4 separate regions of the Mus musculus genome follow, and all the other regions are linked to region 2. A link is a contact called in public Hi-C, HiChIP or PLAC-seq and promoter capture Hi-C data. All regions are on one chromosome and are shown on one strand. The core of a region is the stretch at or near the end of the contact, and the rest is flanking DNA. Distances in the headings are between cores, read along the strand shown. Region 1 has its middle 27 kb from the start of Gm30498. Region 2 holds the start of Csgalnact2 (chondroitin sulfate N-acetylgalactosaminyltransferase 2). Region 3 has its middle 52 kb from the start of Bms1. Region 4 holds the start of Fxyd4 (FXYD domain-containing ion transport regulator 4).

What was found. Hi-C and Micro-C count contacts between places; a contact is called where the count stands out from the background. HiChIP or PLAC-seq counts read pairs in DNA pulled down with a chosen protein or histone mark. Capture Hi-C pulls out chosen DNA fragments and counts their contacts.
Region 1: a contact with region 2 is called in a Hi-C map of the N1E-115 cell line, with 2.7 times the contacts expected there. The contact joins the enhancer-like site here to the promoter of Csgalnact2 in region 2. A contact is called at or near these places in 1 of 484 Hi-C or Micro-C datasets (the N1E-115 cell line), 1 of 115 datasets of contacts at active chromatin or transcription factors (acute myeloid leukemia) and 3 of 9 other capture datasets (adipose tissue, embryonic stem cells and pancreatic islet).
Region 3: a FOXA1 HiChIP or PLAC-seq map of pancreatic cancer cells shows a contact between it and region 2. The contact joins the enhancer-like site here to the promoter of Csgalnact2 in region 2. A contact is called at or near these places in 8 of 39 promoter capture datasets (the 3T3-L1 cell line, 3T3-L1-derived adipocytes, the HPC-7 cell line and 3 more), 1 of 15 datasets of contacts at CTCF or cohesin (large pre-B cells), 1 of 484 Hi-C or Micro-C datasets (the 3T3-L1 cell line), 4 of 115 datasets of contacts at active chromatin or transcription factors (the 230-238 cell line, embryonic stem cells, pancreatic cancer cells and 1 more) and 4 of 9 other capture datasets (adipose tissue, embryonic stem cells, liver and 1 more).
Region 4: a promoter capture Hi-C map of liver shows a contact between it and region 2. The contact joins the promoter of Fxyd4 here to the promoter of Csgalnact2 in region 2. A contact is called at or near these places in 6 of 39 promoter capture datasets (the 3T3-L1 cell line, fetal liver, hippocampal neurons and 2 more), 1 of 15 datasets of contacts at CTCF or cohesin (the NIH/3T3 cell line), 5 of 484 Hi-C or Micro-C datasets (CD4 T cells, LSK cells, memory CD8 T cells and 2 more), 3 of 115 datasets of contacts at active chromatin or transcription factors (bone marrow-derived macrophages, effector CD8 T cells and memory CD8 T cells) and 3 of 9 other capture datasets (adipose tissue, liver and pancreatic islet).

Annotation. Positions count from the first base shown.
Region 1 is chr6:118,334,540-118,337,528 of GRCm38.p6, forward strand. No RefSeq gene overlaps it. Among named protein-coding and RNA genes, the nearest start is that of Gm30498, 27 kb to the left of the region's middle. Within about 2 kb of position 1,607, at least 19 of the 459 cell types and tissues checked have an H3K27ac peak or open chromatin away from gene starts, as enhancers often do. A contact at or near this core is called in the N1E-115 cell line, where this site is marked.
Region 2 is chr6:118,137,830-118,140,750 of GRCm38.p6, forward strand. Csgalnact2 (chondroitin sulfate N-acetylgalactosaminyltransferase 2) reads right to left here and starts at 1,311. Exons shown (of 8, transcript NM_030165.3): 1 at 1,194-1,311.
Region 3 is chr6:118,366,364-118,369,063 of GRCm38.p6, forward strand. No RefSeq gene overlaps it. Among named protein-coding and RNA genes, the nearest start is that of Bms1, 52 kb to the right of the region's middle. Within about 2 kb of position 1,343, at least 32 of the 459 cell types and tissues checked have an H3K27ac peak or open chromatin away from gene starts, as enhancers often do. A contact at or near this core is called in pancreatic cancer cells, where this site is marked.
Region 4 is chr6:117,935,775-117,938,725 of GRCm38.p6, forward strand. It overlaps Fxyd4 (FXYD domain-containing ion transport regulator 4), which reads right to left and starts at 1,561. Exons shown (of 9, transcript NM_033648.1): 1 at 1,517-1,561; 2 at 964-1,006; 3 at 80-148. The coding sequence starts at 119.

The sequences.
Region 1 (2,989 bases), core at 357-2,856, 200 kb after region 2:
AGACATTGAACTAGTGTTTTTATTGTCACAAAACTACACATGACCCAAACTTCATTATTTTAAAGTGCAAGGCCAATGACACGGGCCATTCACTATGTCATGTGACTATCTAGTTCTAGAACATTTTCATCACTCCACGGGGAAGCCCATTAAGCCGTCATCCACTGTATACTTTCTCCCCAAGACTGGTGTGGAATGCAGTCTGGTGTGAACCCTATGAGGTTGATACTCGGCTAGGCAAGGTCATGACCTTCAAAGGTTGGCCCTTGGGTAGAACAAAAGCATAGAGATGAGAACCATGGGCCACCGCCCTCTGGAATGCCTGTCTCCTCCAGGAGAGCCTGCCTCCTCAGCCTGGCACATAGGGCATCCCCAGCCCCAGCCAACGCTTCCAAATATACCATCCACATTAACCCTATGCAAACCCTGCTTTCCTGAATTTAGAAGGGAGCCTAAGCCCAGGCCATGTGCTTCACTGACCATTGCGTCCTCCTGGGTTGCTCAATACTGTCTTGCACCACCCTCCTGCCCAGAGCTCTCCAAGCTTGCCCCTGCCACAGGCCCTCTGCTCTGCTGCCCACTCCCTTGCTCTGGACATCTATGAGCAGATCTGACTTTCCAGTACAGTGGCTGCTCCCCACCATGCCAGCCTGTCACTGGCATTCCCATGATTTGTTTTGTATTTTTCATGACATGCATCCTCAGAAACTGTTTTGTATGCTTATGTGACTTGGTTTTCCTCCCCGGGGACGTGGGCGAGATGGGTCATGTTGGTGCTAGTTCGGGTGCAGTAAAGGGTTGCAGCATGGGCATGCATTTAGCTTGGCTGTTGTAGAAGCTAGGCCCTGGTTCTTCCTCCTAAGCTCATGATCCCAGAAATAAGACTCAGACTCAAAAATATACTTACAAATACCTGGACCATATAGCTAGGCTCTGCTCTGAGAGTAGAGCCTGTGCTCAGGTACCATGCGTCTGTCTCCTCACATCTTCCTGAGTGGATCTCCTGCACCTGGCTCTATCCCAGAATCCTTTCTCCTCTCGGACGTCCCACCTATTTCCTGCCTAAGCCATAGGCTATAAGCTTTTTAATTGACAGGTGATGCATCCATACAACGCACAAGATATTATCTCTACAGGCTGTAGCACCTTAGACACTACAGGTTGCCATGTGCTATCTGGTCTGGAATAGCTGAAGTTAGCTGGTTGTGGGGTCGGTCCTGGATCCCATATGGAGCCAGAGGCCAAGCTGGTCAAGAGGCTCTGAGAAGCAGGAAAACTGAGGAATCTGCAGAAACTCCCTGCTAGTGGACACAGTTGTACCCACTGGACAGAGATAAAATCCTTCCTCTCCCGGGAAAAACAGACTGTGTCCTCCACACATGGGCTAAGCAATGTCCCAACCCCTGCCTGCTCCAACTTCTTCTACAGATTGGGGATAGAGGCAGGGGCCACTGCAGGCTTCTGGCCTCCCCTGCACTACTCACTCTGGCTTCCACAGCTACCCAAGCAAAAAGAAAGATCTTACCATCCAGGCTTAGTGTACCCGTGCCCAGAGCCTTATACATTCCTAGCAGAGCCTTTCAGAAGCCTCCTGGCTGTTAGCCCACTGCAGTGCCCAGCAATTATTCACTAAAATCGAGAGGCGCTGTTTAGAGGACGCCCTAGACTGCCCTAGACTGTTGCTACCTGATTCCTGATTGCCTTGGTGAAGAGTGGAGAGAGAGAGCTGTCTGTCTCCCTTGGGTACCCGGTGCCCCAGGCTGGTTTTGACTAGGGGGATACTTTGTGTATGTTCCTTTCCACCATTTGATACATTTGTCTTCACTCAGTGAGCTCCTTAAAGAGATGTAAGCTTCTGGTGGTAGCTACTGTGTACATTCTCCAGAGCTAGAGCAGAGCCCAGCAAACAGACTCTGGACCTAGCGAGTCTGTGTTACAAGACGGTGGCCTGGATGCTAAACCATACTGTTAAGGACCTCATGATCGCTAAGGAAAGGCTGATCATTCCCTACAAGTTTCACATGTTACTACCTTGATGTCACCTGTGTGCTTGGAAAAGGAAGGAAGCGCAAAGTTTAGTGTGCAGCAAAACGCAGACCACAGAAGGAAATGTGAAGTGCACAGGGGGAATCTTGCAAGCCAGCAGTGGGCGGACTAGCATTGTACGTGCCGGGCTATTGTTCCTGGCTGTGCACAGCTCTGTGCTGCCCACACCCCACACTTTTTCAGAGGCTCTTTGGCTAAGGAGAAGGTGGGGGTCGGAACAAGCCACTTCTCATTTTCTTTAACCAGCCCAAGGAGAAACAGAGCATGGATTTCTGAGAGTCTCATAATTAAATGAATTAAAATGTTTTCCTTCGTGGTGACTTTGCCAACTCCCATCCACCCCTCTTTGGCCCTGTTCCCAGAGAGTGGCAGAGCTGGGAGGATGCAGAATGACATGTTGGCTCCAAGGGGTGAGCAGGGGTGCCTCCAGAGCAATTAGCTTATGCATCATCATTCTGGGGCAGGGGTGGGGATTTATGGCTAGCCTTCAGAGCATTCCAGCCCAGACCTTCTCAGTCCAGATCTTTTTGCTGGAGACGTTCCTGGAAGCAGAAGCTGGGTATTCATTCCAATCGCAGTCAGATGGGAGCCCATTCATAAGATAGCTGTCCACAGGCTCCTCTCCTGTCACTCCAGCCTGACCTTGAGCCACCAGCGCTGTCAAGGAGGAAAACATTGGGCTCAACCGCAGCCTTCCCGGCAGGCCTAAGTGGCAACAGAGGAAGTCACGTAGAAGAATGGGATGTGACGGCCTAATGGCTCAGCATCTCTAGTCTGGGTGTCATCCTCAATATCCTCTTCACATTCTTCTGCCAGGGAGGTGACATGCAATGGATTATGCCTGTGGTCTGAAACCTCCCAGGCCCCAGGGCCACCCTTTGTCTTAGTTTCTGAAGTGGTCTCTCTTGTTCTAGAGTTTCAGTCCAAGTTTGGGATGAGCCAC
Region 2 (2,921 bases), core at 61-2,560:
CAGAATGGCACATTACACTATAAGAAAGAATTATCAACACCATACCATGATATGAATGATATCATATCAAAAAACACGAACAGTGACTTCCACAGCAATATTCTGAGAATACTATATATTAACTCCATTAACATGAAGCTTAAAATAGTCCAAACTAATGGCTGATGAAAGAAGTCAGAACTCTTAATGGGGAAGCAGGGGTAACCTATTTGGAAGAAGCAGAGCACTATGGGAATGTTGTACAATTAAAATCTGATGTGTGTAGCAGCAGACAAGGTAAGAAGCATGTAATGATTCACAGACAGTTCATTTTCATGCATTTGTTGACGTTTTTTTATATTTTATACCACTACAAAAGGAGTGTAGATGGATAAACAGTAATTTCTTAATTATCTGAAACTAAAGCTGGTTGTTTAATATCAACACTTCTAAGCCTCATATACTGAAAACACAACACCCTTTTTATATTCTTTTAGTCACATAATTTAAAAAAGATAGTAGCAAATATTCCCGAATATTATGCCATAAAACACCTTTTTATTACTTCGGAAATCAGAGGTGCTTTTTTAAATGCACCTTTAAGAGATGGCATTAATCCCCAAGGTATTAAAGGCCCAGGGGCCTTCAGTGGCATGAACTGTCAGGACACTGCATGTACATTTCAAAAACAAGCTAAAGCACACCTTCAGATTTAATGAGGACTTAAGAAGAAAAGCGTTAGATTTGTAACCAAACTGTCATGCCGCCAATGTCATCATCACAAACACAAGTACCGCTGTGGTATTTGACAAATTACCCAGCCAGTTGCTCAGAAATGCAGGAATTTTCTAAACTATCTGGTCCTTCTGACAGTTCTCCGTTTTTGGTTTTTATCCAGGTTCCGGCGATCATCAATTCCTACTCCAAGAGCATCTTTTAAAGGGGAGCGTTTTGTCAGAGGCAGGAGGGCTGCTGCCAGTGGGCGCGTTCAACCCCACAGTAAAAAGTTTAGCCACTCAGCAGAGATGATGACGAGGAGGTTAAAAAAAAAACCTGACACGCAAACCAGCGGTCCCTGGCAGCAGCGGTCTCCAAAACGGGACCAGCCTCGGGAGGGCGCGTCAAGGAAGCGCCGCGCCCAGCGGCGTCCCGGAGGGCTCGTCCGAGGGGACCGGCCGCTGCCCAGAGGCGCGGCAGGACACGGCGGTACTCACCGCGCCCGCCGCTCAGCGTCGCCGCCTCTGGGGACCTGCACACCTGGCCAGCGCCCTGCGCGGGGCCGGCCCGGCGCGCCGCCGCGGAGCACCGCCACTTCCGGCGCGCGCGAGGAAATGAGGGAAATGAGGCTGGGTTGCTGTGGCGCGCCCGCCTCCGCGGTCAGGCCCCGCCCTCCACAGCCAGACTCCGCCCTCCAGGGCCAGACCCAGCCCACCGCAGCCGGGCTCCGCCCTCCACACTGCCAAGTCCCGCCCTCCAGGGCCAGGCCTTTCTCTTTCCAGCTAGGACACGCCTATTCCTCCCTCTTCTGTCCTGTGCCCTGCACAGAAAGCTCCACAGATGACAGTTGATTCATCTAAAAACAAACAAACAAACAACAACTGAGATGGGTGCTCAAGCCCTGTGGGATAAATAGCCTGGGAACATCATGCCTTAGAGACACTTAACTAGACACGCATGTGGCTAATCGTCACATAAGTGCTAACCTGGCAGAGCTGACTAGCGGGGAGGCTGAGGATAGCCAACATGCCTTCTGCTCAGGGAAGATCGGTACTGAACACTGAAGAGGTCCTTACGTGTTTTTACTTAAAATAAATAATTCCATTTGCTGCATGTAAAGTACCGTGTGTGTGTGTGTGTGTGTGTGTGTGTGTGTGTGTGTGTGTGTGAAGTCTAGCCTTTTCAGAAAAGCACACACTGGCAAAGTTGGAAAGAGACTGGATATGCAGTCAGCAAGCCTATCTTAGAAGTAGGTGATCCAGACCGTTAAAGTTTTCAGGATTTCCCTTGTGGCATTAGAGGAGAACATCTGGGCAGAAGATATCTCAACAACTGTCAGCCAATAGAGCCAGCTGTGGTCAGGAACAAAGTGTCTCCCTTGGACAGCTGCTTCTTTAGGACGCACCTTGAAGTCCCCTCAGACATCCATCTTCTCTAGTACAATCACAAAAGACAGTCCACGTGGGTTAGCTGCCTGCTGTCTACCAGCCACAGTCCTAAGTATGAGTGCAGGGAGGCAGGAGAATTCTCTCCTAGGAGACTTGGAACATGGGGACCTTTAGCAAATGGTTAAGTGCCCAGCACTGCTAAATTTCCAAGATAAGGCAAAAATTCTCTAATGTATTAATAAAGTAGATATAAATGGCACCTCACTGAAATCTTAGCGAGCCACGATGCCAGACTCCAGCTTTGGCACTGTTAGTCCAAGCCCACATCTACTGTGTGCCTACGTTACACTTGACATTTCATTAACAGTTTCTGAGAAGTCCCCAGAAGCCAGGTGTGACATCTGCCTATAGTCCTAGCACTCATGAGGCTGAGACAGAAAAATGATATTTTTCAGGCCTTCCTGGATTACTTAGTAAGTTCCAGGGCAGCCTGGGATATACATTGAGCCCTTATCTCAAACAAAAAGAAAGTCCACAGATGTAGGGACCTTTCGAATGTGCCCTCTAGACTCATGTTCAGCCATAGAGATGCTTGGATTTTCCTTAGGGACACTTTAAATAGGATGGGGACTATGGCGGAAAGAATGAGAGAGACCTCCCCTGCAGTTTCTGGCATCTCAGTACCAAACATGGGCTCTAACTGAACTTGTGAATGTAAAGTCTCCAAAAAGACAAATAAATGTCCCCAGTAACCAAATTCAAGCACACCCCACTTTTTAGAACCCTGCAACCCATCTACTTCAGGCATTTCGTTTTTTTCTTTCTTTTCTAGCCTCA
Region 3 (2,700 bases), core at 93-2,592, 230 kb after region 2:
TTCCCCCTGCTCCAATTCCCCAGGGAGCCTCTGGTTCTCCTGTCAACCCCTCTCTGTAGCAGCCGTGGCCCTTCTTGCCCTAAGTACTCCCAGCTGACTCATAACATTTGCTGACCAACTCGCTGGCACATATTGATCCTGTGTCTGCAAGCCTGGGGCTTGTGTATTTCAATCTTATCCAGATGCAGTCCCCTTCGTTCATCAAAATCTCAGACATAGCTAGTCAGCTCCCTGGAATACAGGGGCTCCCCCTACCAGTTCCCTAAAACCTACTTGCCTCCAGATCCAACTTGCATAGCACAGATGTTCTTGGATGGACTCAATGTCCCTCAGCCTCCAGGGATCTTCCTCCCTTTCCCCTGCTTTCAAGAAGATATACATACATACATACATACATACATACATACATACATACACACACACACACACACACACACACACACATACATACATACATATATATATATATTTGTTTTTTTCGAGACAGGGTTTCTCTGTGTAGCCCTGGCTGTCCTGGAACTCACTCTGTAGACCAGGCTGGCCTCGAACTCAGAAATCCACCTGCCTCTGCTCCCGAGTGCTGGGATTAAAGGCGTGCACCACCATTGCCTGGCTCAGAAGCTTCTTGAAGCATGATCTTGCCCAAAGCACTCAAATTTTTCCATGTTGGTCCACACCATCAGGTATGGACATGCGTGTCACCATCTGAGCACCGCCTGTACCATGGCTTCTCTTCTTATGTTAGATCCCATTGTCCACACAGGGAACCAACCACCCATGAAGTCCAGGGTTCATCATGGAACTTTCAATACTGAAACGAGAGTAGTCCCAATAGAGGGGCAAGTTAGTATACATTGTTGTCTTCCCAGCATGAGTAGCCCAATTTGCCCTCACAGATGACCCACCCATTCCAAGTCTCACTTAGAGAGCCTGTTTAGCCTTCCCAAAATGTTCTCTGTACTTTCTATGTCACCACTGCAGTAAGCTTGTCTCCTACTGTCGGAGGGACTGTGGGGTTGATGGTTGTGTTTCCTGATCAGCTGATAGCGATATCTCTTGCCCAGTTGGTTCTCATATTCGAGAAAGATCTGCACTCGGATTTCTAGGAAGCATGAGGGGTGGACTTGCTGTGTTTCCAACCATAAACTGTTCCTTTCTTGATCCAGGGGGACCATGAAAAGAATCTTAGAGAGATACCAATGTCAACCGACCCACAGACCCAAGGGAGAAGTAAGGACAGGAGAAAAGCTGGGAAGAGCCGAGTCCCTGAGTATGATGGGTGTCTGACTCAGAGGCGTCCAGACAGCCTGTATGAATCATATATGATGCACACACCAAGGACAACAGGCCGCCTGCCTCTCTAGGGAACACACAGCACTTGGTGACTCGCTCCAGGAGGTGAGCTAAGGCCACCGTAGGTGTGAGGGAGAACTCTCATCTCTGTACACGGTCAGACCAAGGTGTCCATCCAAGGGAACTTGTCCTCTGCCCTTCCCTTAGCCATGCTGATGACAAGTTACATTCAGAACAAGAGCCTGTCACTTATGCAGGACGTAAGCGCATACCCTAACTGTAGACCCAGCAGCCAGCCTTTCAGCCACCAGCTATCAACTTAGCCCACATAAGAGCTCCACGGAAGGGGCTGCCTTCCACAGCCAAACTGTAGGTGTCAGTTTGGAGAATAAAGGAAGGCTTGCTCAGTCAGTGAGCCTCATGGGAACTCAGAGATGACCATGAGTTCTTTGGGCAAGAAGCCACACAGTGCCACCCAGGTGACAGTAGGGCACAGTCAGACTCACTGGCTGAGGCCAAGATCGCCTCACCAAGACATGCCAGCCAGTCCACAAAGATGTTACACATACAGGAAGTAAAAAGAGAAGGCAGACCCATCAGAGAGAAGCTGGTGTTCTCATGTGGAGAGGAGGAGAGGCACTCAAGTAAAGCAGCCAGGAGCAGGTTACACTGTGGACCTTAGAGTCCCTGGGCAAGAGCCCAGACGCTGCAATGAGCAGGGGCTGCAATCCTGGCTTCCATAGCCTCATAAAAGATAAAAACAAACCCGAGATGCAGTGTCTGTCCAGCAGAGCTAGCCACCCTGTCTGCAGGGGCCTTCCGGCAAGGATGGCTACCTCTGTAGACCTCTTTTGTTCTGTGGACTTGCTGAGCCAAGGGAAGCAAGGTTGGTGGAGTCAATATGGCCAGGGTCTTGCCCAGGCAACCCAGGTAATAGGTGGCCATCCTCAGCCCCCAAGCCATAGTCCTGTTAACCTCTATGTTCTCATCTGCCTGCTACCACTACCTGCCTCTCCCAAGAGCATGCACCCAGGAAGGCCAACATGGGCTAGCCTGCACTAAACCTGGTGGTCAGCATTTGTGGGACAAACAAAGAGGAGGGATGAGTGCACCCACAGATTTCTTACTCTGGTCCAAAGACATCAAGGCCTTCTTCTGTTTTGCTTTCTCCTGGGCTGAACAGTGTTTCTCAGATGTGCTAGTCAGAGTTCCCCAGAGGAACAGAGCCAATAGGAGATGTGGGCAGGCATTAAAATTTGTATTATGGGAATTTCTCATGTGGTGGTAGAGGCAGAAAAGACCCACAGCTGATAGTCTGCAAGCTGTAGATCTATGACAGCAGGGAATGCGGGTTCAGCTGACGTTTTACATCTCAGTCTCTGGGCAGAAGAGCCCTGCTGGGGTCCA
Region 4 (2,951 bases), core at 311-2,810, 200 kb before region 2:
TATTGGGCCGCAGTCCTACTCTGGGGAGAGGCTGTCTGGTCTCCACTACCTTGGTGGGCGGAGTGTATGGAGAACTCACCTGCTAGCAGCAGGAGAAAGGCACAGGTGATTTCCTCCATATCAGGACCCAGGGTGAGACTGCAGGCTGCTGGGTGAGATGCAGAGTAGAAGTGGTGGCTTGGGTCTGTGATCTGTGACCTGCCACAGCTCACCCCATTAGTAAGAGGCAGAACTGGTGTGAAAATTAGACATATGAATCCCACATAGGCAAGCGCTGACCTTAAGGAAACGATCGCTTTCCACTTCCCCATACAGATGGTACTAGTGATTACCCGGGTATGTGGATTGCTTAATTCTAGTTACGTGTTCAGAAACAGAACACCCTGGAGTGACCACGTAGGCTTTGCGATCATCTCTTTCACAGAAGGTAGGAATCCACGAAGATAAAACCAAATGCTCCAAGTGAGGTAGGTGTCTGTTCTACGAAGGAGCTAGGCTTTCCCAACCAGGTGTCCAGGCCCTGCCTCTTCCACTTGAAAAGATCTGGGCCTGGAGTAATCCGGTTGAGTCGTAGATTATCTCAGAATTCAACAACAGGGCTGGAGGGTGCAGTTCCAGCCTCCTCTTCTAGAGCCAGGAACTCTGCTCCAAGCAGCCCCAGATCTACTCAGAGCATAGGTACCTGCTAGAAAGGTCTGCTGGTGTGAGAGACATAGCCCCTTTCTCCTGTGAGTAGGTCCTACCCAGGGCCTCATTTACATTGCTTGTGACACCCCTTGTGCAGCTGAGTTTTAGAGAGAAAAAGCCCCAGCCTTTCTTTCTGTATAATGGTAGCTATAGGCTAGTGCCAAGGGTTCAGTTTTGAAGCCTCGGTTACTGTCTACTATACTTAGCTCTGATCTGCTAATGAGATCACAGATCCAGCACCTACTGGCTGGGCTCAGTCTTCTCACATCCACTTACCAGGTGTGTGACTTAGCAGGTAATATCTCTGTGTTTCAGTGTCCTGAAAATTATAACAACCTTGTAAATTATGCAGATGAAATTAAGGGAGCTATGTATGATATGTAAATCCTAAAATATAGACCTAGCCCTGAAAACCTGCTACAGTATATATAAACCACATGGGCTTTTTGCCTTAAGATGGAAAAATGGATTAAAAATCTCCTGGACATGGGAGTTTATAATCTACCAGTCTCTGAAGCTGGTTTTCTTTTGTCCTTCATCAGTTTCTCCTACCCCTTCACACAAAGCCACAGCTCCTGGATTGTCTCATTTTCATTTTACTTCTGCTTCTGTTAAAGGTTGGCCCTTACTTCCCCTAGTCCTGAACTCGCTGCTACACAGTCTTAAAATCAGAACTCTCAAGGCCGGGAGAGGCCATCTCTGTTCTCACAATCCCCAAATAGTTGTTCACTTCTCAGAGTCTTGGAGGCATCCCCTCCCCCTTCCTCAGATGGTCTTTCTGCCACCCCTTCTAAGGAGCACACTTAAGTCCCAGCAAACATCTACTCACCCGGGAGATGACTCGAGCCAGGGGAGTGGTGCAGAGAGGAAGTCTGAGGAGAGCCTAGGTGGGTTCTGCTCTTTAAACCCAGGGGCTCCGCCCTGGGCCACACACCAGCAGTCTGGAGGGAACTGGTCCTACCTCTTATGCTCCCGTAGGCAGCCCTCCCCACCTGCTCTTAAGGCCATAGCTCACTTACCACACCCAGGGTAGAGCCAGTGCTGGGTCCTGGCTCCTTCAAGCTAAGGAATGAGGGAGAGACGGGAAAACTGAGACTACTGGATTTCAGTCCATGCTCCAGAGGAAAAGGGGGCCTCCTCAGTCTACCTAGGTCTTACGAGAAAGCTCCAGGTTTGGAAGGATGGCTTGGAAGGTAAAAGTACTTGTTACCACAACTGACAAGCTGAATCTGAGCCCAGAAACCACAGGGTAGAACGAAAGCTGACTCAGAAGTTATCTCTGATCTCTCTCTCTCTCTCTCTCACACACACATACACACACACACACACACACACACACACACACACACACACTAAAGGCCGCAGGGGTTCAGCCTCCTGGCTTGTGCTGTGTGGAATACCTTGGAGACAGTGAAGTAGATAATAGAGACTGGCAGTCGCACTGTTTTTATTTGAACTCGGTGTTCAGAGAGACGGGGCTGGGTCTGACAGGGAACCATTGGTTCACTTTACCACCTTCTTGCTAAACCTAGACACCCTGTGACTTGAGGAACCTACTTCAGGTGGAATAGGACACTGTCCCAGTCCAGGTAGACTTTTGCCTGCCTCCCACAGAGGGAGGGACATTGCCAGGGACAGGATAGCCTGCTTTGTCCGATGCTGGCCCAAACCATCCTACCATGGACCTTTGGATGATCCTCGAATCTCTTCTCTTTCCCAAGTGAGGGAGACTTGTCCCTGTCTAGAGGTCACTGAAGAAGAGTTGAGGTTGTCTGTCTTAGATAGGTGGGAAAGGGCTGTGAAAGGATTCAACAGTTACTTTCTTTTTAATTTTGTAATTGTGATGTTCTGCCTGCCTTTGCCTCCTGAGTGCTGGGATTAAAGATGTGTAATCGTACCCAGCCCTCAACCAGTTTTCTTACACTACCCGGGACCACCTGGCCAGGGGTGATGTCACCCCGGGTGAGCTAGACCCTACCGAATTGACTATTAATCAAGAAAATGCCTTGCAGATTTGTCTAGAAGTCAATTTTTTTTTTAAGATAGGGTTTCTCTGTATAGCCCTGGCTGTCCTGGAACTCACTCTATAGATCAGGCTGGCCTTGAACTCAGAAATCTGCCTGCCTCTGCCTCCCAAGTGCTGGGATTAAAGAAGTGCGCCACCACTACCCGGCTTAGAAGTCAATTTTATGGTGGCATTTTCTCCATTTCTCCTCAGATATGGAGTCATTTTCTCAATTAAGATTCCCTTTTCCCAGATTTGT